6 separate regions of the Mus musculus genome follow, and all the other regions are linked to region 4. Evidence: chromatin contacts called from public ChIA-PET, HiCAR-type and HiChIP or PLAC-seq data. All regions are on one chromosome and are shown on one strand. The core of a region is the stretch at or near the end of the contact, and the rest is flanking DNA. Distances in the headings are between cores, read along the strand shown. Region 1 overlaps Gm12610 (predicted gene 12610). Region 2 has its middle 140 kb from the start of Dmrta1. Region 3 overlaps Gm12610 (predicted gene 12610). Region 4 holds the start of Mtap (methylthioadenosine phosphorylase). Region 5 has its middle 15 kb from the start of Ifnab. Region 6 overlaps Gm12610 (predicted gene 12610).

Region 1 (3,229 bases), core at 34-2,533, 260 kb after region 4:
CACATACTTCTTTTTTTTTTTCCGTTTAATGATTTCCCCTGCACATTTTTTTCCCCATGTGGGATGAGTGTGCATTTTCCTTCTCTGTAAATCTGTTCTAAAATCCTTTCAAATCTTAGCTGAGGCTTTCTTAGGCAGTGTTTTGTTTGTTTTCTGAGATAGGGTTTCTCTGTGTAGCTCTCAGAGATCTGCCTACCTCTGCTTCCAAGTACTGGTATTAAAGGCATGTACCGCCATTGCTCCCCAATTCTTACTCAGTGTTTTAGGGTTCCAATTTCCTTCAGGAAAGGAGATGTGTATAATCTTGGGGTTTCCCCATGGTCTGGTAAAATGAAAAGTGTTAATGATTGGTTTAGATTTTTCCTACGATTGTTCGGATCCCACGAGAGAGCTAGGGAAGACCACAGTGTAGCCAGCCTTCTTGGGGAGACAGCAACACAAATGCCAGAGAAATTTTCCAGTTGGCTTTCTATCAGACTTTTTTTTTGTAGTTTTTTTTTTAAAGCACTGATTCATTCTCTTTGCTAAAATTCAAAGAAGTCAGTGAATAATGCAAATATTAGAGATCATTTAATTTCAGAAGCTTAATTTCTGAAAAAAGAGGAGAGCTAAGAGGGTGGGATTTCCCTGTTTTAAACAAGGAAAGGATTTGTGGTGCTTTTAGAAGGCTTGGCTCTCTTCCATATAATTCCATACATGCTCAGCTATTAACCCAAAGTGAGGTCAAAGTGCATTTGTTTTTATAGAACTGAAATTGCCTGCAGATGCTTTTATTCTTTGTTTCTTTCCCTTGCTCAGGTCAGCATTCCTCTGAGACAGCCTGACCCTTCTTCACTGACACAGCAACAGTCTGTCCATCCATCCATCCATCCATCCATCCATCCATCCATCCATCCATCTATCCATCCATCTAGCCTGCTTCTTAATCTTATGTTCACATACCCTTATATTGCATTCATTAGACTTTTTTTTTGAAAACTGTCAAAATGTCTTTCTAGGGATCCTGACACCCCTCACTCAGCACTTTTGATGGGGTTTCAGTACAGTCATCTAGGACAGCATTGCTTTACAGAAATGGATTTGATTGAAACCGCCTACAGCAGGTGAAATAGCCAGGTGCCCACATTACAGCTCTGAAAATATCCCTTTGTGGTACCTTGTGGTTTTAGTTTCTGAGAAATGATGATGAGGAGCTACAACAGAAGGCAAGAAATATCAGGAATGTCTGTTTGCCTGGGTGTATTCAGTCAGAGGTAGAGTCCTGTTTGTGTGTGTAAGACTGGGGTTTTCCCCCCTCGCCTGGTGGTAATGTTGCAAGAACAAACTTTCCCCTCACTGCCTCCCTAGGGTAAAATGGCTGCCAAGATATTTTGGAACAGAAACTTAAGAGTATCTTGGCCACTGTGAGACAGTAACAAGGGTCCTTTGATATTTTCTATGTTCTCTGTGGTCAAGCTGTCATCTGTTTTCTTCTGAGGTTCTGAGATGTCATAGGCCAATACTGGCTTGTGACCTGTTTCTTTGAAGGATATGCTGTAGGAGTTGGCTCCTATTTGCGTTGGAAGGCTTGAAGGAGCAGCTCTTTTCAGAGGAGTTCTCATGGAGACCACTAGGGAGGAAGAGGAGACCAAACACAATGGGAAATGTTTAACAATTAAAACCAGCTCTTGCCTGTGTGGTCCTGCGTTTTACATCACTTCGTGGAAATGGACAGCTGGGAAAAAGCCTGATAGATGATAGAGCCAGTGTCCTGTTAAGCATAGTCTATAACGTAGACAAGAAAAGGGCAACATATTCAGACTGTCAAGGAAGTTATCTAACAGCTACGATGACCACAGGCCACCAGACTGCTGGTCCATAGCTTTACAGTTACCTGACTGAGAAAATAGAAGAAAGGTTGGCTGAGCCCAACCCAGAAACGTTCCAAAAATGTACTATGGTTTTTCAGCGTGCTAACACTTTTTATTCATTTTCAAGTGAAGTTTTCATTATCTGAAAATATGAAACTTTAAAACACAAAGCCCACATTTCATCATTCAATTTATGAGTATAAGATATAAAAATAGTGTTGTTTTATATTTACCTACTTCTTTTTAAAATATAAAATGTAGGTGCTGGAGAGATGGCTTGATGGTTAGGAGTGTGGACTGCTCTTGCAGAAGACCAGAGTTTTATTCCCAGAACTCATGTTGGGCAGCTCATAACTGCTGTAATTCCAACTCCAGGGCATCTAAAAGCACCTACAAACACTCACCTACAATTAAAAACCATAACAAAACAATAAATGAATGTATAAAATGTTAATAAGCAGGAAAATTTCCACCACTCAGAATCAATCCCTGACTATAGTGTGTATTCTTTTTTCATTTATATTTCCCATATGTGTGTATGTATGTATGTATGTATGTATGTATGTATGTATGTATGTATGTTGTTGTATTTCTCTGTCTCTGTTTTTCCTTCTTTTGGGATAGTCTCACTGTGTATCCCTTGGCTAGCCTGAAACTCACTAAGTAGACCAGGCTGGTCTTGAATTCGTAGAGATACACCTGCTTCTGCCTCCTAAATGCTGGATCAAAGATGTGCCACCATGCCTGGAACCTTTTATATTTAAACTAAAGCCATATTTTTTTCTAGATTTATATTTTATCATGTATGTAACTTTTCCCTTCCTCCCTTCTTACCTCCCTCCATCCCTCTCTTTCCTCTTCCTCCTTCTTCTCCTTCCTTTTATTGGATGACTTCTGTCTCCACGTCTCAAGTGCTAACATGACAGGTATTTGCTACCCACCTGATCGATAACTGCCAAGTGAGTTGTAATATCTACTTTTGTGAGTTGTGCCTATACTTACGCACTCCTGTGTTATTACTGTTATTCCACAGCTTGTTGAATTTTTTTGTATCTTATAAAGAATGAGAAAATGACATAATGATGCAATATGTCTTGAGGTTTTTTTTGAACTAATTATCCAGACCTGTTTCTCTGGAAAGTTCTCCAGGTGACAAATTTAGTGGATTTGTGAGAGAACTCCTGTGTGAGTTGGAAAGATAGAGTTAGGAGAAGTATTTGAAATGGTGCAGCCAGCCTTTAGTTGACACTTGAGGCACCCAAGTGCTTCTTGGTGTTAGGCACACAGGTACCTACAAGATCAGTCCTGATCAGGTCTGAAGAAAAGAGTCTTAGGGTGTAACAAAATAGTAAGTACAGTGGGGATATAGCTCAAGGCTA
Region 2 (3,762 bases), core at 1,225-3,724, 410 kb after region 4:
TTTCTGTTTTGTCTTGTTCTGTTTTTGGGTTGAATTCTTTCACAGACCTGCCTCTTACCACAGTTTTCTTGGGCCTGGACAAGAAGGACCAGGAACTTTACCTCTTGGGATCGTAGAAGTGGCAACCTTTGGGGCTGGAGATAGCAGAGGTTTCAGGCTGGAGCATCCCTGGTATTATCAGACGTTTCCCTTCTTGACTAGGGAATTCTCAGAGTCATGTCTTGTCTCAGAGATGCCTGATGCCTTTTGGCCAGGTCACCTTAATGGGACTTCAAGGCTTCCCTGCTGTGACACAGGGACAGCCTAGGGACTCTCTTTTTCTGCTTCCAGCCCTCTAGAGGACTCTTTTGAGCCACAGAGGCCACAATATCTGGGCTAGGCAACACTAATGAAATCCAGTCTTCTTGAAGACAAGTCCTGCCATGATAAAGGGTGATGTTCCCAGAATGTTTAACAGATCTTTCAGTCACAATGTCATCCTTTCAAGGCAGCACTTTGCTGGGACCTAAACCCTGGAGACTGATGGGTTTGCTGCAGGGCTATTGTCTTCTGTCTAGTTCTCTTTCTCCAGATCCAGGGGCAGCTGCTGGGTGGGCCAGATTTCTCTTGTGTTTCTTTTTTTCTCTCCTCAGCCAGGCCTCCCGAGACTGTGCTCATCTGAGGATGTTCTTGTATCATTAGAGCATCTCAGATTCTAGCTACTTGCATGGCAGTTATGCTTCAGAGACCGTTTGTGTCTCTGAACCCTTCTTTGTCCCGTGTAAGTTCATCAAGAATCAGGGATCAGGGATGAGTATAAGGGTTGGGCACTTGTTGTTCAAGAAGACTCCTGGACGTATAAACATAATTCCCAAGACTCATAGACTCAAGACCTCAATACTTGATTCGAGTCCCCTCGTGTGCACCCACAACCTTTCCACCATTTTCCAAAAATCTTTTCTCATGTTTTCCTCTTGATAAGAAAGCATCAGCTCCCTACTTAGAAAATTCACTCCTTATCTGGTTATATGGGGTAGCCTCATAGGTTTCATTTGGAGTGAGATCAGTTTCTAAAATTTTCTTAGAACTCTAAGTCTGCCATCACAGTACAAGCCTAGTCCTAGGTGTCTGATCATTGTACTACCAGCAAGCTCACTTCATTTGTCTTCCTAAACACACTGGATGCTGCTTTTAAAACACCCAGACACACTGCATGCTGGTTTTAAAACTTCTGTTTGACCCTCTCCTATTTCCTCTTTGTTCCTGAATCCCTATTCCCCAACCATCAGTGTGAATGGAACCTATGTAAGTTGTGCCAAGGTGGCAGTAACAGAAGGCCACTTGGAGCTGTCAAAATTCCCTACATTCTGGTGACTTAAATACAGATAGAACTCACACCAACAGATGGATCCCTCTTATGAGTCTTAACAATGAGATTATAAAACACTCTTTAAAAGGATTTGCCAAACACATCATTTTGTCATATCAGGGGCAGTCTTTGAGAGACTCTAATAGGCAGGACTCATTTTCTATAAAACACATTGAGTTATGGCATAAGTCAAACCCTTTTTCTGATTCCAAACCTAGATTACTTATGTCTAAGCCTTCAGGTCTCTATTCTGGGTATAACACATAGCTAAATTACACTCCTAAAACTTGGAAACTGGACGGGCTCATCAATGCCTCAAAAGTCTGTCAAAGGACTTCTGACTCCAAGAGTTTATTAGTTCACAGTCAGTATATTTTGGGCCGAATTTGTGAATCAAATACTAATTGAAAAAAGTACAAAGACTATATGCTCAGTGGAGAGCTCACTGAGACACAAACCAAAACCCTTTTATGGACCCTCCTCTATAAGATGTCTTAACTCCCTTAATGGGCAATCATAGTCTCCACTTTCCTAGGTTCTGTGAGAAACATAACACATTACAACTTTTCATTTACTGCCTGCTGAACATGATTTAGTGGTCCCTCTAGGGCCTGAGCCTATCTCTGCCTTCTCAGGTACTGAGCAGGAGCATGGATTGTGACATCTGTCCTTCCCAGAGTCACATTTACTCAGGACTATACACTCTTGTCTTGACAGTTTCTCTTGCCTCAACAAAAAGAGCAGCGCCTACTTCGTTGTTAGTAGTCCGGACTTCACCTTCACTGTGTGTACAGAAACAGGGGTTCTTATGAACTCTGCCGTTTGCTATTCAAACACTCTAGAACTCAGAAACCAAATAATTATGCTAGCCCAAGGCCTTTCACAGGTACACGAGGTGCTAAATCTACTTCATAGCAGTTGGCCTTCAGAACTTCTTGGCTCTTGGTTTGTGGCTGCTGTTCAAGGTGGACACTGCACCACACACACAAAAAAGTAAGTAGGTTGCTTGCTTATGATAATAAATCTGGACAGATACAAAAACAATCAACACAATATCATCAAACATGCTGATGAGGCTTGGGTACAAGGATCAAAGGGAACGTTTGAATGGCGAGACTTTGAAACAAGTGAGAAAATGTGGTTTCCTGTTGATCTACTTTCTGGGGGTGCTTGTAGTCAGTTGTCTGCTTCCTGCATTTTGTTCCTGCATTTTAAACTTATGTGTCAAGTTTGTTTCCTCTGTGCTTCAACAGATCTATCTCTAAGGCTTTTATCCCTTACCCTCAGAAGTCTCTCTCCCTCCAAGTCCCCTGGGCCAGGAATGCAGACCTTCTAACAAAAACCACTCCAAACTGTAGTTCTTATTTTATAGCCTAGCATGGAATCTCTGCTAGAGTAACACATGATACATATGGGCCAGTGTGTTCCTTCTGCTTGGCTCAGAGAAGCCATTGAAGAAAAGGCCTCCAACCAGCTCTCTGGTAATTGGTTTGTTACACTGACAAGGTGGAATGTAGACGCAAGGCTATGATTAGAAAAACAGAAAGAAAACAGGTCTTTAGTTCAACTCTGGTTCAGAAAGTGCCCCCCCAAAAAACAAAAACAAAAACAAAAACCCAGACCTGTTCTACTCCTGTTGAGACCAATGAAAAGGTAGAGTATCATAGGCCTGTAAAACACCAACCAAGTGTATACATGGATGGGTCCATGGCTCCAGCTGCATATGTAGCAGAGGACTGCTTTATCTGGCATCAATGAGAGAGAAGGCCCTTGGTCCTGTGAAGGTTTGTTGTCCCAGTGTATGGGGATGCTAGAGGGGTGAGGTGGGAGTGGGTGGGTGGATGGAGGAGCACCCTCTTAGAGGCAAAGGAGAGGGGATGGAATGTGGGGTTTGTGGAGGGGAGACCTGGGAAGGGAGACAACACTTGAAATGTAAACAAATAAAATAACAAATTAATTTAAAAAAAATAAAAGAGAGAATGGCCTGTAACCTGGCTGTCACGAAGTGCAGCATTGCAAACCCATGCAAGAGCAGAGCACTGACCAGTCAGAGCTGTCCTCCTTTCCACTGTGTGACTAGAATGAGGGAGACCGAGTGCGTAGTAGCTTCTGCTAACCAAACAGGAAGGCTCCTAATTAGAAAACTCTCATCTTATCTTACGAGCCCATGCTGGCAGTTCTAATACTCCCATTGAAATGTGGCTAACAAACTTGTCAACTGTTTCAAGGAAAAAACACATAAACCAATCTCAGACAAGCCATTTCCTAAAGTTTCTAAGCTTAACAACTGTGTAAAGCGCTGGGCGGTGGTGGTGCACGCCTTTAATCCCAGCACTCAGGGGGCAGAGGCAGGCAGATTTCTGAGTTCGAGGCCAGCCTGGTCTACAGAGTGAGTTCCAGGACAGCCAGGGCTA
Region 3 (3,675 bases), core at 401-2,900, 290 kb after region 4:
CACATCTCCTGGATTTGGGGACTACAGGCTTCCTGCAATCATGTACCATGACTCGTTGATTCATGAACATTCATGCAGGACATTAATAGCATCATTTTTCCACCTAGACCTGCATTGCCTGCATTATTCTTTACATGACATAGAGTTTGTAATGGATTCTTTCTCTGTATCTATCATCCAGTGTCTACAAACACCATGGCTTTAAGGCAGTGGAAATCAATGCAGAGTTGTAGGGGTGGTAAATTCAGTCAGGATATCAGCAGGCTCTTGCCATCCACACAGGTTATATAGGAGAATTTTCTGAACTTCCAGTGTCTTCAGGAAGTTTTCATCTGGAAGTTACCTCACTGTATTTTCTGCTATCTCTTTTCTCTCAGCCTCTTCTCTGTGTGCTTCTATAAGGACATTTATTATTGGATTTCTTGCCTACTGTGACTAACTGAGTTAATTCATCTTAAGTTAATTCTTAAGTTTTCATATAAAAATCATATTAGTAAACTTGGAGGATTATGATATGGAAATATTTTTGGGGGGTGATCTACCCACTGCATTAGCCAGATTGGACAGTTCTAGAAAATACAGACAGAATGGAGAAGTTGAAGTTGTAGCCATTCCTCAGGGTAAAGAAATGAAATGAAGACAAGACCAAAGAGGGAACTTTTATCTCAATCCTGGTTTGCTATAAGAATCAAATAACCTTAATCTTTGGACTTCCACACATTAGCAAACTGAGTCAGGGAATACTTAGTTCCTGTGAATCACTAATTCAACCTTGGTTTACTGTGTAATGTGGTTAATTGCTTGACCTTGGCCATGGATCCATAGATCTTTTAATAGGTTTACTGCTTTCAGTTGACTAAAATTACAACCATCGAAAATACTCTGTGAGCACGGGCATTTTAATGAATGTAGACACATGACTCTGACTCTTTTTTTTCCTGAATGAGGGGGTGCTACTAAGATCACAGAAGATGTGAATCTAGGTAATGCTCAAGAGTAGACACAGAGCCAGGCTGCATGCTCTCTGACAACTCTGCCATGCCACATGAGCACCAGGAAGCCACTCCCCCTAAAAAAAAATCTAGTCATGGGATTATAAAACACTTCACAGACAGTCCTAAGTCCAAGTGAAGGTTTCAGTCAGAGTAGTCAGAGCTATGAGGAATTTGAGGCAAATCAAATATTCGGGAGTGTAGTAGCACGTATTTCTATATGCTCAATAATTTAGAAATCTTACTTATGCATCCTGACAGATTACATCCTGCATTCTAGTGCTTCCTATTGGGAAAAGTGTGTGTGTGTGTGTGTGTGTGTGTGTGTGTGTGTGTGTGTGTGTGTGTTGCAGAGAGCTATACAGACAACCATACCCAGTCTCATACACACTCCCGTCACAACTAGGGTTTAGTGATGTGAACTAAGGTGTGGGCTTTTTGTTTGTTCCTTTGCTTTTGTTTCTCTTTTGCTGTGGCACGAAATCCAGGGCAGTGAAAAGCCCAGGCAGGGGGTTTGCCAGAGTGTAAACCTGGGCAGCCTTGCTCAGCTCTTGGTTGAGTGTGGAGTTGTTGGCGGCCAGAGGGTGGTTGCCTGGAGAGAGCAGCCTGACATTCTTGCACGCTGACATCAAGCTGCCAAGTTGCTGCCCTCTGGTGAGTCAACAGCAAAAGGCCTACATGGTCCGAGAGTGGCTGTCCAATCAGAAGCTGTGGTGGCTACCTCAGAAATGTGTCCAAACCTCAGCATTCTGCAGGCTTCAAACAGCTCCTTCTGAGAAAGAATGTAGGCATGATTAAAGCTACGAGAAACACACAACCTGTAATCACAGCAACAGTGAGATAGATCCCGCATTTGCTTCTAAGGCCAGCTTGTTGGATTTTAGTCAGCGGAACCTAGAGAACCTAGAGAACAGATTGAAGACCTGATTGGTGGACTGAGAGTTTTCTGTATACTGAGATCAAGGTGTCCTTGAATGGTACTGCTGGTCTGTGACAGCAGTGGGCTCCACTAGCAGGTATTGCAACTCAGCAGCAATATCTCCAGTCTGCCATCTCTTTCAGTGAGAATTCATATGCACATGTGTATACTGAGGTAGAAACTTATGGTAGAGCCTCTTCTCTCGTGTCCTTAGTAGAGGTGGATGTGTCTTCCACTGAGCAGGGATGTGATGGATGATGCAAGAGGCAGATTATTTGCTTAGTGCAGCACAAGCCTGCTCACCAGCTAAGAGCAGAGTCCTTTCCACAGCACTGCCACCATATGGCACTGCCATATCATAGAGGCCATAAAGGGGAATGGCACTGTAAAGATTAACTAGATTTTGCTTGGCAAGGTCAGGCATCCAGATAACATGCTGTAAATGGCAAGAAGGAGAAAGGGGATCTATATGACATTGGTGGCAGTGGCTTTCCTCACAGCCCAGCCCATCTGATTTGGACTGTCCATTGTCCTCTTAAAGATGCCCAAGAAAGCTGTATGGTTTTGTGGGTAAGGCAGTCTTGAAGCTTTGCCTATGTGGAATGGTAATGTCACTAAGAAAGAGACAGGATTTGGATAGGATGGGGACAGTAGCATACCACCAACTCTAAATTCCCCATGAGCCTGAGTTCTCTTCCATGTGACGTCTCCTACAAGGATGGCGTGTTCTTTCAGCGCCCTTTACCTATTTGTCTATTCATTCAAAGTTATATTTTCTCACATCCAAAGCATCAGGTATCAGGGGTTTACTGCTGTTTTTTTTATTTTTTATTTTTTTCCAAAAGACTAATAGTTCACACAAAGAAACAGAAAAAATTGATATACAATATAACCAATATTTTAATATATACCACAACAGAATAAAAACTCCTGTCAAATGCTGTTAAAATTTGAATCTTAAATGTACCCATAGGCTCACATTTTGAGCATTTAGTCTCCAACTGATGACAATATTTGGAAAGTTTCTGTAGATTTTGAGATTGGAGCTTAGCTGAAGAAAGTGGGTCACTGAGGTGCCTCTTCTCCATGATAGTCTTCTGTTGCTGTCTCTGCCTGCCATGGTGTGAGCTGAGTGCTTCTGCCTCTGCCTCAATGGGCTGAATTCCCTGAAACCATGAGCTGAAGCAAATCCTTTTTCTTCATGTAATCTGTTACTGTTGCATCACAGCAATGCTAGAGCGATTAATTTAAAATCTAAGAGCTTTCATAGAATGTGTATATACATGTCTGCATTGTGGTTCAAATGGAAGTTTCACTGTAACTCCATTCAGAAGAAACAGACATCTAGACAGATGAAATAGCAGCTAGGAGACAAAGAATAAATCTAGACATTTTGACTTTATATTTGAGTCCTTAAGTATCCAGTTATAGACTTAAGGAAAGCTGTTTGACTCTGTGGCATCCACAGACATAAGTCAGTTCATGGCTCTTTAAATGAGGGATATTGGGTGTGCTCGTTGGTGACGCTTTGTATGTAGAGGTGGCTGTACATGTGAAGACTGCCAAGGTCTACCATCAAGGGGCAAGAAAGTGAGTAACTGATATTAGAGGTTTCTACAGCCTTTCTGGATTTTATTATTGAGAAACAAAATTCTCAGTATTTCTTGGCTTAAATAACAAGGAGAATTTGCATAGCTCATGCATTTTGCAATGTGGGCCAGGCTTGGTTAAGATAGCTCCTCTCTGTTGCATGAAGTGCCTGTT
Region 4 (3,696 bases), core at 1,111-3,610:
TCTCCTCATTGGGCTCTGACATCAGGCTGGGCAGCGAACTCCTTTACCTACTGAGCCAGCTCACTACCACATCCTAACCTAATATTTTTGTATCACTTCTGCCATTATGTTTAGTTTTTAGGTTTCTGAGACAGTATCCCACTATGTTTCTCAGGCTGGCCTCAAAGTTACAATCCTCCTGCCTCTGTCTTCTATATGCTAAAATCACAGCCTTACGCCACCACACCCAGCTTTCCATTGTATTTTATAACCTAAAATGATTGTAACAGAAGAAATGTTTATATCTTGAGAAAACTTAGACACAGAGTGGATAATGGCGACGAATGGGTCTACACAGCATCAGGCAGCATCCACACCAACAGAAGGTGGAGATTCATTAAATGGAGGTGTACGGGTATTGCTTTACTACTGACATAAACACCAGCTCTCACACCAAAGACAGTCTGAGAACTTGTTTTGGACCCAAGCATGAGTGGCCAGGGCAGGGAACACAGATTTAGTTCAACCCAAATTATGTTCCAGGACAGTAACAGTTTCACCAAGTTGTCATAGGAACGGAACAACGACAACAACAAAAGTCACACAGGAAAACACTTTGAATGTATTCCTGAAAACATCACACAGGTGACTTATAGGGAAGGATAGAGTGTAGGCTGCAGATGCTACCGATGAGGCTCGCCTTTGGGATTGGTGGGAGCTAGCTTTGTACACTCCAAAAGATTTACCCAATAGGCACAAGGACAATAAGGCACACAGAAAGGCAGATAGTAAGTACCACTTAGTGGGGCAAGACAGGGCAAGGTAGGCTCTGGGCCAGAAACTTTCCAACTCTCCACAAGCCTGATTAGTTCATCGGCCTCGTCGAATGCGAGTCGAGGGTACCTTTTCTCTGGGAACTTTCAGTTAACACTGCTGAGAAGAAGAAAACAGAATCTCCTTCCTTGGCTCCTTCCCAACCACAGAGAAATTTGTAGCTTTTTCTATATCTCGGGGGACCACCCTTAAGATAGCTGTCACCCAGGGCTGGCGAGATGGCTCAGCTGTTAAGAGTACTGTCTGCTCTTCCAAAGGTCCTGAGTTCAAATCCCAGCAACCACATGGTGGCTTACAACCATCCGTAATGAGATCTGATGCCCTCTTCTAGTGCATCTGACGACAGCTACAGTGTACTTAGATATAGTAATAAATAAACCTTAAAAAATGATAGCTGTCACCCAGGGTTGGAGAGATGGCTCAGGGGTTAAGAGCACTTGTAGAGGTAAATTCGGTTTCCAGAATCTATATCAGGCAGTTCACAGTTGCCTGTTACTCCAGCTTCAGGCTGGGTTCTGGACAAACACACACACACACACACACACACACAAACACAAACACACCTGCAGGTATTTGTGTGTGCATACATATAAATAATGAAATAAACTAAGAAAAAAAAAAAGATAGCTGCTGCCCAGCATTTTGTTTGGCGCAGCTTGTACCATCAAAGGCTATAATGAATTGTCCTAGTAGAGAAGGGATAGGGCCTCTCAGAGAGAGTATCCAGGGGAAAGGTCGCTGGGGTCAGAGTGGGTCTTGCTGGTATTGCATCACAGAGACACAGGTCCTGACCTGAATCCTGCTGTACCGTATGCTGCCCTGGCATAGAAAGTTTTGTTTTAATTTTTGCTTATTTTATTGGAGTGAGGATTGAAGCTAGTGTCTCCTTGGATGCTAGATAAACACTTTAGTGCTGAGCTAAATACCAAGCCCTCTGTTTATTTTTGAGATAGACTCTTAATATTGCTCAAGATGGTCTTGAACTCACTCTGTAACCAAGTAAGACTTTGAACTTGCCATACTGCTTGCTGACCAGACTTCATGAGTGAGTGGGATTACAAATCTGCATCACTAGCCATTGTATAAAGGAATTTTAAAAATGCCCCTTGCTGGTAGCATCAGGCTGGGTGTTGGGGAGGGTCCTGCCTCCTTAAAAGCTCCCCGCCAAACAGAAGCTAAATAAACCAGTTTGTAAATCAGAGCTGTGGGGGGCGGGAATCTCAAGCTAGCACTCTTCAGTTTCCCTCCGCCCTCCCCAAAGCCCAGGAATGCGGCAGGCCCTGATTTTACAGCCCTGGCCACCGGGGCAGCCAAGTCGCCGCAGAACTGGCAGTAATGCGCTACCTCACCATGTTCTTGTGAAACAGTTAAAAGACAAAGTGACAAGCACATCCTAAGTGGCTTTTCTATCTTGATCATAGACTCGCCATCAGGCTGCACAGTAACAACAGAAGCCCCGAGAAGCCGAAAACTCTGCAAGAGGGACGGGAGGCGGGAACCTGATTTGAGGAGGAGGGTGGAGGAGAACAGCCAATCCCGCGCTCCCCGGGAGGAAGAGGAGGAGCCAGAGCCCGTGGGTCCCCGCACTGCTCACTCCCGCGCCACGCCGGCCCCGCAGTCTCCTCCCGGTCCCACGCTGCGGCCCGCTGTGGACTTCCCTGGTGCAGACATGGCCTCGGGCTCCGCCTGCACGGCGGTGAAGGTGAGATCACCCTACAAGCTGTGAATGGGCCAGCCCTGCAGGGTTCCTTCTCGAGCCTCCAGGCTGTGTCCCCAGCCGGAGCGCCCCCCACCCACCGCTCAGCAGGGAGGGGACAGGGCGCGCGGCACCCAGCGCCACCCCGATGTCCCCAGCCTTTGAACTCATCTGCATTCCGGGCCCGAGCGGTGGTAACCGGGGCTCTGATGGGGAGTGGGGTAATAGAAGGGGGAGCGGGATGATGGAGGGGACTGCGCCCCGCTGCCACCCTCTTTTAGTACCACTCCCCCCCAGGCGGGAGCTGGCGCGTGGCTCAGCTCCTGCGGCTGCTGCGTCGGTCCCTCTAGTCTTACGGGACTTAAGCTTCCGCTACTTTGACTAGGCCCACGTGGGAGAGCTGGCACTTGCTCTTTTGCATGCTTCGGCTTCATTTCCCCCTCCAAACTTAGATTTCCTTTTGCTTTGTTTTACCTCGGCAGCGCAGAGCTGAGGGAGCTCTGAGACTTTTTAAATACTGAAACAGAGCGCGGACCGCTCTCAGACTGGAGGCCTCTGTCTTATAAACCGCTTTCCAACCTTGAAAGTTAGAGTTATTTTCTTAGGCCTTAGGTCCCCAGAGATCTGGACACAAGGGACTCTTGTGCGCCGGGAACAGCTGGCCAGATGAGAGCATGAGTTCTGAGAGTTGGAGTGAGCCTCCCTTGGGGAGTTTTAAACACATCCTGATTGATGGGTAGAGAGTGGAATAACGGAGCCCAGGAAACACTGGTGTTTAAGTCCTTTCTAGGCTGTTTATTATTAGCCAAGAACGCAGTTAATTTGATTCAGTTTAGGAATTTCTGACCCATGCTACAGGAAGTGCACAGTTTTCTTCAGGCATCCTTTTGATTGCCTGCAGTGCCGTTTGATGCCCTTGCAAGAGGCCCATCTCTGCATTTAGCCTTCAGCGTGCCAGGGCATTGTATACTGGGGCCCTGCAGGGCTTCATGAACCACTCAGGGTGAGGTTGCTGCATTCGGTCATAGGGGCCAACTTTTTCTTTTCTCCATTTTGAAAAGGATTATTTACATTTATAGAAAGCCATGGTTCCAGTCAGCAGGAACGGGGCAGAAAGGGTCTTCATGTGCAAGGTACAGTAGGTACTTATTTATAAAGTGGAGATTTTAACATATTGTGGGCTGGAA
Region 5 (3,698 bases), core at 699-3,198, 430 kb before region 4:
AGAATTTTGGAAGTACAAGGTTTGGGCCTAGTCCTTCTATAAATGCCATTGTAAACTGATCTGAGATGTTTAAGCCTGTGAGTTAAGGGCCAGATAACAAATTCTTGGCTCTGAGTTTATTGTTAGGGTGTTTTCAAGATATTTAACTAGAAATAGTTGAGAGTAATTAATGAACCACAGTCCAGATTACTTTACATAGATAGTTGATTTTTTTAAATGTCAGAAATCCACAGAACATAACATTTAATGTTATTTATTCACTTGTTGTTGAGACAAATCTGCTCCTAACAGCTTCGCAGATTCAAAGCAGCAGCTGATCATCCATACCTCCAGGTGAGGCTGGACATTGTGGCTAGGTCGCCACTGGGCAGAAAATTGCCAATCTCTCCTGCAGACCTGTACTGTTCTTGAAAGGACACAATTTATGGTTAGGACAGTTTAGTTCTACAGAAACAGAATAGGCTAGTCCTTAATAGCTCCTGTTTTTCGAAGGTCTGTCAGATGATCCTGGGCCAGAAGGCTGAAGACTGATGCTCCAACTTCCTGACCTACTGGGGCTGTATAGGTAGGCAGCTGTCTCTACAATAGTCTCAGTTCTGGAAGCTGTGTTAGGCTTCCTATATATTTTCAATTAATGTTGGTATTCTCAGATTTCTGACAGGGTTGAAAGACTATTTATAGTCTCATAGCCAACCCAGGCTACTTACACTGAGAGAACAGATTTGAGAGAATGGTTTTCAGATGATTTACAATCTAAAGCCAGGACATAATTCAAATGTATAAGTCTTTTAAGTTAGGATAGATGACAATGTTCTATTTTAATGACAAAAATGATGGGCTGGGTGTTAGGTCTACCTTATATCTTATAAATTACAGAATGGTAATAGTAGTGCTCAATTTATATTTGAGAGAAAAGTTTTTGTTTTAAATTTGAACAGAAAAGGTAATGTATAAAGGTAATTTTCCCTGTCCAATTAATTAAATTATTTATAGAACAAGAAGCCTGTGATTGGACAGGGAAAAGGGAGGCAGAGCAAGGAGGGGCAGAGACGGAGATGGAGGAGAGAGGTAGGAAGAAGGAAACAAGATGGAGGATAAACAGGATAATTCAGATTCCATGTGTTTTTAAAGCCACAGGTAGATAGATATGGTATCATATAGGGATAGAGTAATTGGGGTAATTTGTCTAATCTAGGTGGGCAGCTTGTATCATTATCAATTGGCCCTGAATTTATTGTGTGGGCATCTTGTGTATTAAGAATTTATTGATACATAAATCTGATTGATTAATTAGAAGCTTCTAGAGTTCTGATTTTACCGGATTACTGTGGATTGTGACAACTAGACACTGGGGATAAGGGTAGAGAAGTATGCTCAGTGTCTAAATCCTCAAGGGAATACTGCATATTTCACTTTGATACAGGACACCAACTGCCTTCCAGTATTCCTATCTACAGTCTTATCCTAGCTGAATATAAAGTAAGAGCTGTTCCCATGTGAGGAGTGACTGTTTTCCAGTCTTCTTCAGAACTCTTCCTTGATGTGTTTTCTTGGAAAAAAAAATGCTCTGAAGATGTCTACTAAGATATGTAAAATATTTTAATATTATGATGCATTTTTATAAGTCTTCCTTCAATTACAATGTGTAGCTGTTAGGATTACCAAAAAAAAAAAAAAAAATGATCCTCAGCAATATGAAGAAAATCTCCATTCAATGATGAGATTTCAGAATGACCAGAATGTGCCCCAGTCCCGGTTGCTGCCCTTGGTAAACTTACTTTCCAGGCATAGCACTTCCCTGGGTTTCCCTTAACCCAGAAGCACTACATCCTGCAAGCTTCCTTTGGGTACAGCATTAAATTATATGGAACAGCTATTAGGAGTGCTCTCTAGCAGATGCATCACAAAACACAGACGTTTCATTGAACTTCTGCTTTCTATTTGTGGCTTCTGCTCTTTAGGGAAACTGCTGAGCTGAAACCAGACGGAAGAGAAAGCAGCTATGTGTGAACAGGCAGAAAGGTGAAGGGAGAGATGACAGAGGTCACATGGCAAAGGTGACAGCTATCCAATCACTAACTGAACATCACAGGCCTTCTGCACTTTCCTCCAAACGTTTTCCCATTGAGCCTCCTATCTCCTAACTAAATGTAAGAGTCTTCCTTCAAATGAAGATCTCTCCTGACCTGTGGTGCTTCTCTGCCTCCCCAGACTTCAAAACCTACTATTACCTATTTAAGCTGCTCCCTTTGAAGTCAGCTACTGAGTAGTGGCTACATTGCCTAACAATTTTAGAGAAAAAAATAATACATTGAAAAGTATTTTTCAATATTTTTATAATATTTCACATACAATAAAATATTGGGAGATACTTGATCTAGAACAGCAGGTGTTGTGTGTGTGTATGTATGTGTGTGTGTGTGTGTGTGTGAGAGAGAGAGAGATGTGTGAGAGAGAGAGAGAGAGAGAGAGGGTCCTGAGAGAGAACCAGGAGATCATAAGATAAAGGATTGAAAATAGAGAATATAAGAGTTTGAAGGATTTGCACAAGCTATATCTCATGCCAAGCAAACTTACTTAAAGAGTATAGCTCTGTATATACTATTTCCAGGAGAGAAATGGTAGTCAGCAGAAACCAACATACAAATAGAAATAAGTCAGCAAAATGCTAACAGTGTTGTACAGGGAGGACACAGGGTGTCTCAAGAGCACTGTAGACGGAGCATACAGCAGCCTTGGGGCTCATCACCATAGTCCCATAGAGTAGGAAGAACTGGGTTCTCATGGTCCTAAGCCACAGCTCTCCCAAGGCGCTGGCTCCAACATATTATTGGCTCTGCCACACTGTGTTCCTTCTCCATAAATCAGTGGTTCAGGGAAAACCTCACTTGATCAGTCCAGCTCTTAACAGATACCTAGCATATTTAAAATATTATGTATGGAAGACAATAACTAAGTGTTTTACAATGCACGTTGTTTGCTGTTCAGAACAACCATGTAAGCACTTTGACTTTATTTTAATCCAGAGAAAACTAAGGCTTGGAGAAAATGAAGTGATTGAACATCACACACACACACAAACACACACACACACACACACACACACACACATCTCTAAACAGAGAAGAATTTCAACACAAAGTTATGTTCTCTGTACAGCTGTGTTGCAGGTTTTGTATTTTCAGTTCCTTTAATAGTTTCCAGTCCCCTTTGCCCTAGAATTGCATACATTTCTCTTGTTTACTGGATCCCATGGTTCATTTTGCAATTTCAGCTAGTCAAGAACTCTTTTCTATGTGTGATGTTGAAGATCTGAGAATTCTGTTAATGTGTTTGGGACTCACAAGGTCCTGTAATATTTTTAAAGTGAGGGAATTAAAGGAGATAGTGGAAAGGAATTCCTTATCCTGTGTCCCTGTTCCAGGAATTGGATGCTCTGAAGTCACAGTAGAAAGCATGTGACAATGATGCCCACCAGCACATTGTGTAAGCACAGCACAATAGCCTGGGTGTGGCGCTTCTTTAAAATGATGAGAGCCAACTCTCCAGCCTTTTTGGAACTCATAATTCTGCCATTTGGGACTCTTCCTTTGGGGTAGTTCCTATGGATATATCTTTGTGTTTATAAAAAATAAATTCCCTTAGAGTTGAACACAACAATGTAACTTAATACTCTTAAAACTATCTAACGATTGAAT
Region 6 (3,201 bases), core at 53-2,552, 370 kb after region 4:
TCTGACATATTAGAGAAAATGCTCGTTATTATTCTAATGACCACAATTTCTGCTTTTTCTTCTCATAATAGTCAGAAATACTAAGTTATGAGACACCAGTTATAAAAACAAATACATAGCATTTCCCTACTCCATTTTATAGATCCTGTGAATGGAAGGGGCTATGGAGCCCACGTAAGGACCTTTGCTTTGAGCTGGTCACTTACTGCTGTCAGGGGCATGATGGCACCAAAAACCTGGTAATCTTTCAGACTAGGATTTCAGCTTTACTTTCATTACTGGATCCTCACAGAGATGGTGGTTCGAGGCCCTTTGATTTCTCTGGTTGAAGGATTTTGCCTGTAGGTGTCTGATGCAGATTTTCTTTTCTCACACACTGGCTACAAGGGTGACATGGGAGAGTTGCTCAGTGTGCCTTTGACACCATTGTCTTTTGGGAATCCCAGCTTCGGGGCTGTTTTTCAACTTATTGGCATGGAGTCCTAGGTCCTCCTGAATCACAAAGACCCACAAGGCAAATGCTGATTCTGGTCCTTGGATGGCTCTGTGGTTATGTGATTTCTCGTCACTTCTGATCTCTCAGAATTTCCCTGACTTTCTCAGATACACATTCATTTTTCAAAAGAAAATCACTCTACAAAGCTTCCGTTTTTGTTTCCTGTTGGATGACCTTCTCCTGAGAGGGTTTCTTTGGGTAGCTAGAATATTGTCCTGATTCTGATCAAATTAATCTTGCCTAATCCTGTTTGATGCTTGCAGACATCCTATGACATAGCTCATCAGAGATGAAGAGAGGAGAAAGTAAGCAGCCTTTTGGTTTGATCAATAAATGAGTGAATTTTTATGCTACCACATAAATGAGTAATGGTGTATTTTGAGGTTATGCGACATGCCATCACGTTGACGAATTAGGAATACCCCTCTTTGGAGAGAGTGGTACCTTTTTAACTTGCTCCAGGAAAAATAAAAAGAAAAAATAAAAAGAATTTATATACATTGCCATTATAAACAGTCTTTTAAGAGAAAAGTTCTCTGAAATGGACCCACACTGTCCTGTCATTTACTACCCCCTCTTCTACACTGCTAGGTGTGTTTCTCTTCTTCTCCTCTCCTCCTTCTTCATCCTCCTCCTCTCCTCTCTTCCCTCCTTCTTCTTTTTCATTTTATTAATTTTTTTTTAAAAAAAAACCAGCCTCATTATGAAGTTCCTGCATTTCTACTCTGTACCATGGCCTGATGGGCTCCTTGCTCATTTTTCTGGGGATTGCGAGGTGTCTGGTGTCTGTCTTGCAGTGTTCCTTGTTGAGATGAGTCACAACAGAAATGCAATCTCAGACATTTCTTCTGCCGTGCAGCAGACCATGAAGCAAAGCAGAGGGCAATCTGTTTATAAGTCAAACAACTACACTTGCAGAGAAAGCTAAGCAGTCAGCTTTGTCCAGGCTGGGAAGCCAATCTTACTGAATTTCTTTGCTTGGGCTACTACAAAATGAGCTCAACACAATACACAGGTCTACTGGGTCCCTTAAAGAAGCCTGCACAGGGGTTCACCTAAGCTGCACAAAAAATCTCCATCAGTTTCTCTCATCCCCCTCCCCCTTTCAATCGGCAAGTGTTTTGTAAGCACCTGCAGTGAGCAGACAGCAAGCAAGGAGGTGGTAAAATCCACAGGGAAGCATAAGGAAATGATTAACACGTTTGGTTTGTTAGGACTGCTAAGTGCAAATGGCCTTAGAGGCATAAAGCGCTGGCTCCACACATTTGTCTTTCTACTCTGCTGCCCGTATTTTTGCTGGTTTTCCCCAGCTGGCCTTGCTGGCCCCTCAAGGTTTTTCTTTTTCTTCATTCTTTTCCTGTCTTCCTGCGCATGTGCCAATTGATTACTACACATTATCAGTGCTTTCTCTCAAGAGCAGGCCATCTCAGGTCAGGCCCCTCATTCTGAGCCCTCCTAGGACTAACTGAGGTACTTCATCATATAGACACATTTCCCCCCGGAACTTCTCTCGTCTCTTTTCTGTTCCAGCCCCAGCAGTTTATACCTGCCCACCTGCTTTGGCTTTTTCTCTTGCTCATTTACGCACTTATTTATGTGTGTTAACTTCCCAAGAATTCTCTCTTAACATTTCAAAAGTATCTCTCATCTTTCATTATGAGTTGTTTGCAACTCCTACAAACCTAATGCTGCAAAATTAGTTCTTATATTTTTTGAGATTATAATATAATTAATTACATCATTTCCCCCTTCCCTTTCCTTCCTTCAAAGCTTCCCATAAACCCTTGCTTGCTCTTTCTCAGATTCATGATGTCTTTTTTATTCATGATTGGTGTGTGTACACACACACACACACACACACACACACACACACACACACATATATATTCCTAAATATATATGTACAACTGCTCAACCTGATTAATATTACTTGTACGTATGCGTTCAGGGCTGACCACTTCGTGTTACATAAGCAATAATTGGTTATTGGATAATTAGTGTGCCCTTCCCTGGGGAAGACTATTTTCCCATTATCAAGGTTCCTTAGTTGAAAATCTGATTTTTTTTTAATCTTCAACAACTCAGAAATATTTCAATATGTGTGGAAGTTTTTTTAAATTCATCTGACTACTGGGGCTAAATTTAGCCAAGGCATTGTCATTGTACAGAGTCAAACTTCATAGGCTTATTGTTAGTTGCAAGATGTGACTATACACAAAATAACCATAAAAGTTGTAGTCATAGAATAAATACCGATTGGCCAAACAGTGCATCTCCTCTCTTCATTTGTCATTTCCTTTCTTTCCTCATGTAATTATTTCTTCATTTGTTTCTTTACCTACGTCTGGAAGAAAATACTCTACGTGGCCATCATTGTTCCTAGTGCATGGGAGGTACAGGGTGGCATAGGAGGATGTGGGGCCTACCCTGGAAGATGGGGAGGTGTGTTGTTTGAATATGCCAAGAAAAAAAAATAAAACAGGTTGCATACTACCATGTCCAGTGTGCCTTTGGTTTAACCCTCTTTGAGATCCCTTGGTCATCTATTATCCCGGGGGAATTTTGTTAGATTCACATTTCCAGTGTGGTGACAGATGTGCGTTACATTTAAATGAAGCCGGAGCACAACACAGTGCCTTACTGAGGCGTAATGCAGCAGTGCCTTTGAGAAAAAAATAACGTGTACTCTCTGTGAGAAGCACCCT

Evidence for each region. ChIA-PET counts read pairs in DNA pulled down with a chosen protein or histone mark. HiCAR-type assays count read pairs that join an accessible place to other places. HiChIP or PLAC-seq counts read pairs in DNA pulled down with a chosen protein or histone mark.
Region 1: a contact with region 4 is called in a BATF HiChIP or PLAC-seq map of CD8 T cells, with 9 read pairs. The contact joins the enhancer-like site here to the promoter of Mtap in region 4. A contact is called at or near these places in 2 of 39 promoter capture datasets (the C10 cell line and neural stem cells), 3 of 15 datasets of contacts at CTCF or cohesin (CD8 T cells, the NIH/3T3 cell line and pro-B cells), 5 of 115 datasets of contacts at active chromatin or transcription factors (CD8 T cells, bone marrow-derived macrophages, fibro-adipogenic progenitors and 2 more) and 1 of 9 other capture datasets (adipose tissue).
Region 2: a contact with region 4 is called in an RNA polymerase II ChIA-PET map of memory CD8 T cells, with 56 read pairs. The contact joins the enhancer-like site here to the promoter of Mtap in region 4. A contact is called at or near these places in 2 of 39 promoter capture datasets (the C10 cell line and liver), 2 of 15 datasets of contacts at CTCF or cohesin (CD8 T cells and the NIH/3T3 cell line), 3 of 484 Hi-C or Micro-C datasets (CD4 T cells, the HPC-5 cell line and bone marrow-derived macrophages), 17 of 115 datasets of contacts at active chromatin or transcription factors (the 230-238 cell line, CD8 T cells, the NIH/3T3 cell line and 13 more) and 2 of 9 other capture datasets (adipose tissue and liver).
Region 3: a HiCAR-type map of astrocytes shows a contact between it and region 4, with 2.3 times the contacts expected there. The contact joins the enhancer-like site here to the promoter of Mtap in region 4. A contact is called at or near these places in 1 of 39 promoter capture datasets (cranial neural crest), 1 of 15 datasets of contacts at CTCF or cohesin (the NIH/3T3 cell line), 15 of 484 Hi-C or Micro-C datasets (the HL-1 cell line, Sertoli cells, bone marrow-derived macrophages and 9 more), 9 of 115 datasets of contacts at active chromatin or transcription factors (astrocytes, bone marrow-derived macrophages, cardiomyocytes and 5 more) and 1 of 9 other capture datasets (liver).
Region 5: an H3K4me3 HiChIP or PLAC-seq map of bone marrow-derived macrophages shows a contact between it and region 4, with 4 times the contacts expected there. The contact joins the enhancer-like site here to the promoter of Mtap in region 4. A contact is called at or near these places in 4 of 484 Hi-C or Micro-C datasets (CD4 T cells, the G1E-ER4 cell line and embryonic stem cells), 2 of 115 datasets of contacts at active chromatin or transcription factors (astrocytes and bone marrow-derived macrophages) and 1 of 9 other capture datasets (liver).
Region 6: an H3K4me3 HiChIP or PLAC-seq map of bone marrow-derived macrophages shows a contact between it and region 4, with 8 times the contacts expected there. The contact joins the enhancer-like site here to the promoter of Mtap in region 4. A contact is called at or near these places in 1 of 39 promoter capture datasets (the C10 cell line), 2 of 15 datasets of contacts at CTCF or cohesin (the NIH/3T3 cell line and large pre-B cells), 17 of 484 Hi-C or Micro-C datasets (CD8 T cells, ECoMG myeloid progenitors, Th2 cells and 12 more), 21 of 115 datasets of contacts at active chromatin or transcription factors (the 230-238 cell line, bone marrow-derived dendritic cells, bone marrow-derived macrophages and 17 more) and 1 of 9 other capture datasets (adipose tissue).

Annotation. Positions count from the first base shown.
Region 1 is chr4:89,392,233-89,395,461 of GRCm38.p6, forward strand. The region is part of intron 4 of Gm12610 (predicted gene 12610); the gene reads left to right. Among named protein-coding and RNA genes, the nearest start is that of Cdkn2b, 83 kb to the left of the region's middle. Within about 2 kb of position 1,284, at least 25 of the 459 cell types and tissues checked have an H3K27ac peak or open chromatin away from gene starts, as enhancers often do. A contact at or near this core is called in CD8 T cells, the NIH/3T3 cell line and adipose tissue, where this site is marked.
Region 2 is chr4:89,548,242-89,552,003 of GRCm38.p6, forward strand. No RefSeq gene overlaps it. Among named protein-coding and RNA genes, the nearest start is that of Dmrta1, 140 kb to the right of the region's middle. Within about 2 kb of position 2,475, at least 27 of the 459 cell types and tissues checked have an H3K27ac peak or open chromatin away from gene starts, as enhancers often do. A contact at or near this core is called in CD8 T cells, effector CD8 T cells and memory CD8 T cells, where this site is marked.
Region 3 is chr4:89,426,456-89,430,130 of GRCm38.p6, forward strand. The region is part of intron 5 of Gm12610 (predicted gene 12610); the gene reads left to right. Among named protein-coding and RNA genes, the nearest start is that of Cdkn2b, 120 kb to the left of the region's middle. RefSeq lists an enhancer at 1-2,649. Within about 2 kb of position 1,651, at least 81 of the 459 cell types and tissues checked have an H3K27ac peak or open chromatin away from gene starts, as enhancers often do. A contact at or near this core is called in the NIH/3T3 cell line, astrocytes, brown adipocytes and 4 more, where this site is marked.
Region 4 is chr4:89,135,010-89,138,705 of GRCm38.p6, forward strand. Mtap (methylthioadenosine phosphorylase) reads left to right here and starts at 2,361. Exons shown (of 8, transcript NM_024433.2): 1 at 2,361-2,515. The coding sequence starts at 2,483.
Region 5 is chr4:88,704,138-88,707,835 of GRCm38.p6, forward strand. No RefSeq gene overlaps it. Among named protein-coding and RNA genes, the nearest start is that of Ifnab, 15 kb to the left of the region's middle. Within about 2 kb of position 1,949, at least 44 of the 459 cell types and tissues checked have an H3K27ac peak or open chromatin away from gene starts, as enhancers often do. A contact at or near this core is called in bone marrow-derived macrophages, where this site is marked.
Region 6 is chr4:89,506,944-89,510,144 of GRCm38.p6, forward strand. The region is part of intron 7 of Gm12610 (predicted gene 12610); the gene reads left to right. Among named protein-coding and RNA genes, the nearest start is that of Dmrta1, 180 kb to the right of the region's middle. Within about 2 kb of position 1,303, at least 40 of the 459 cell types and tissues checked have an H3K27ac peak or open chromatin away from gene starts, as enhancers often do. A contact at or near this core is called in the NIH/3T3 cell line, bone marrow-derived macrophages, embryonic fibroblasts and 2 more, where this site is marked.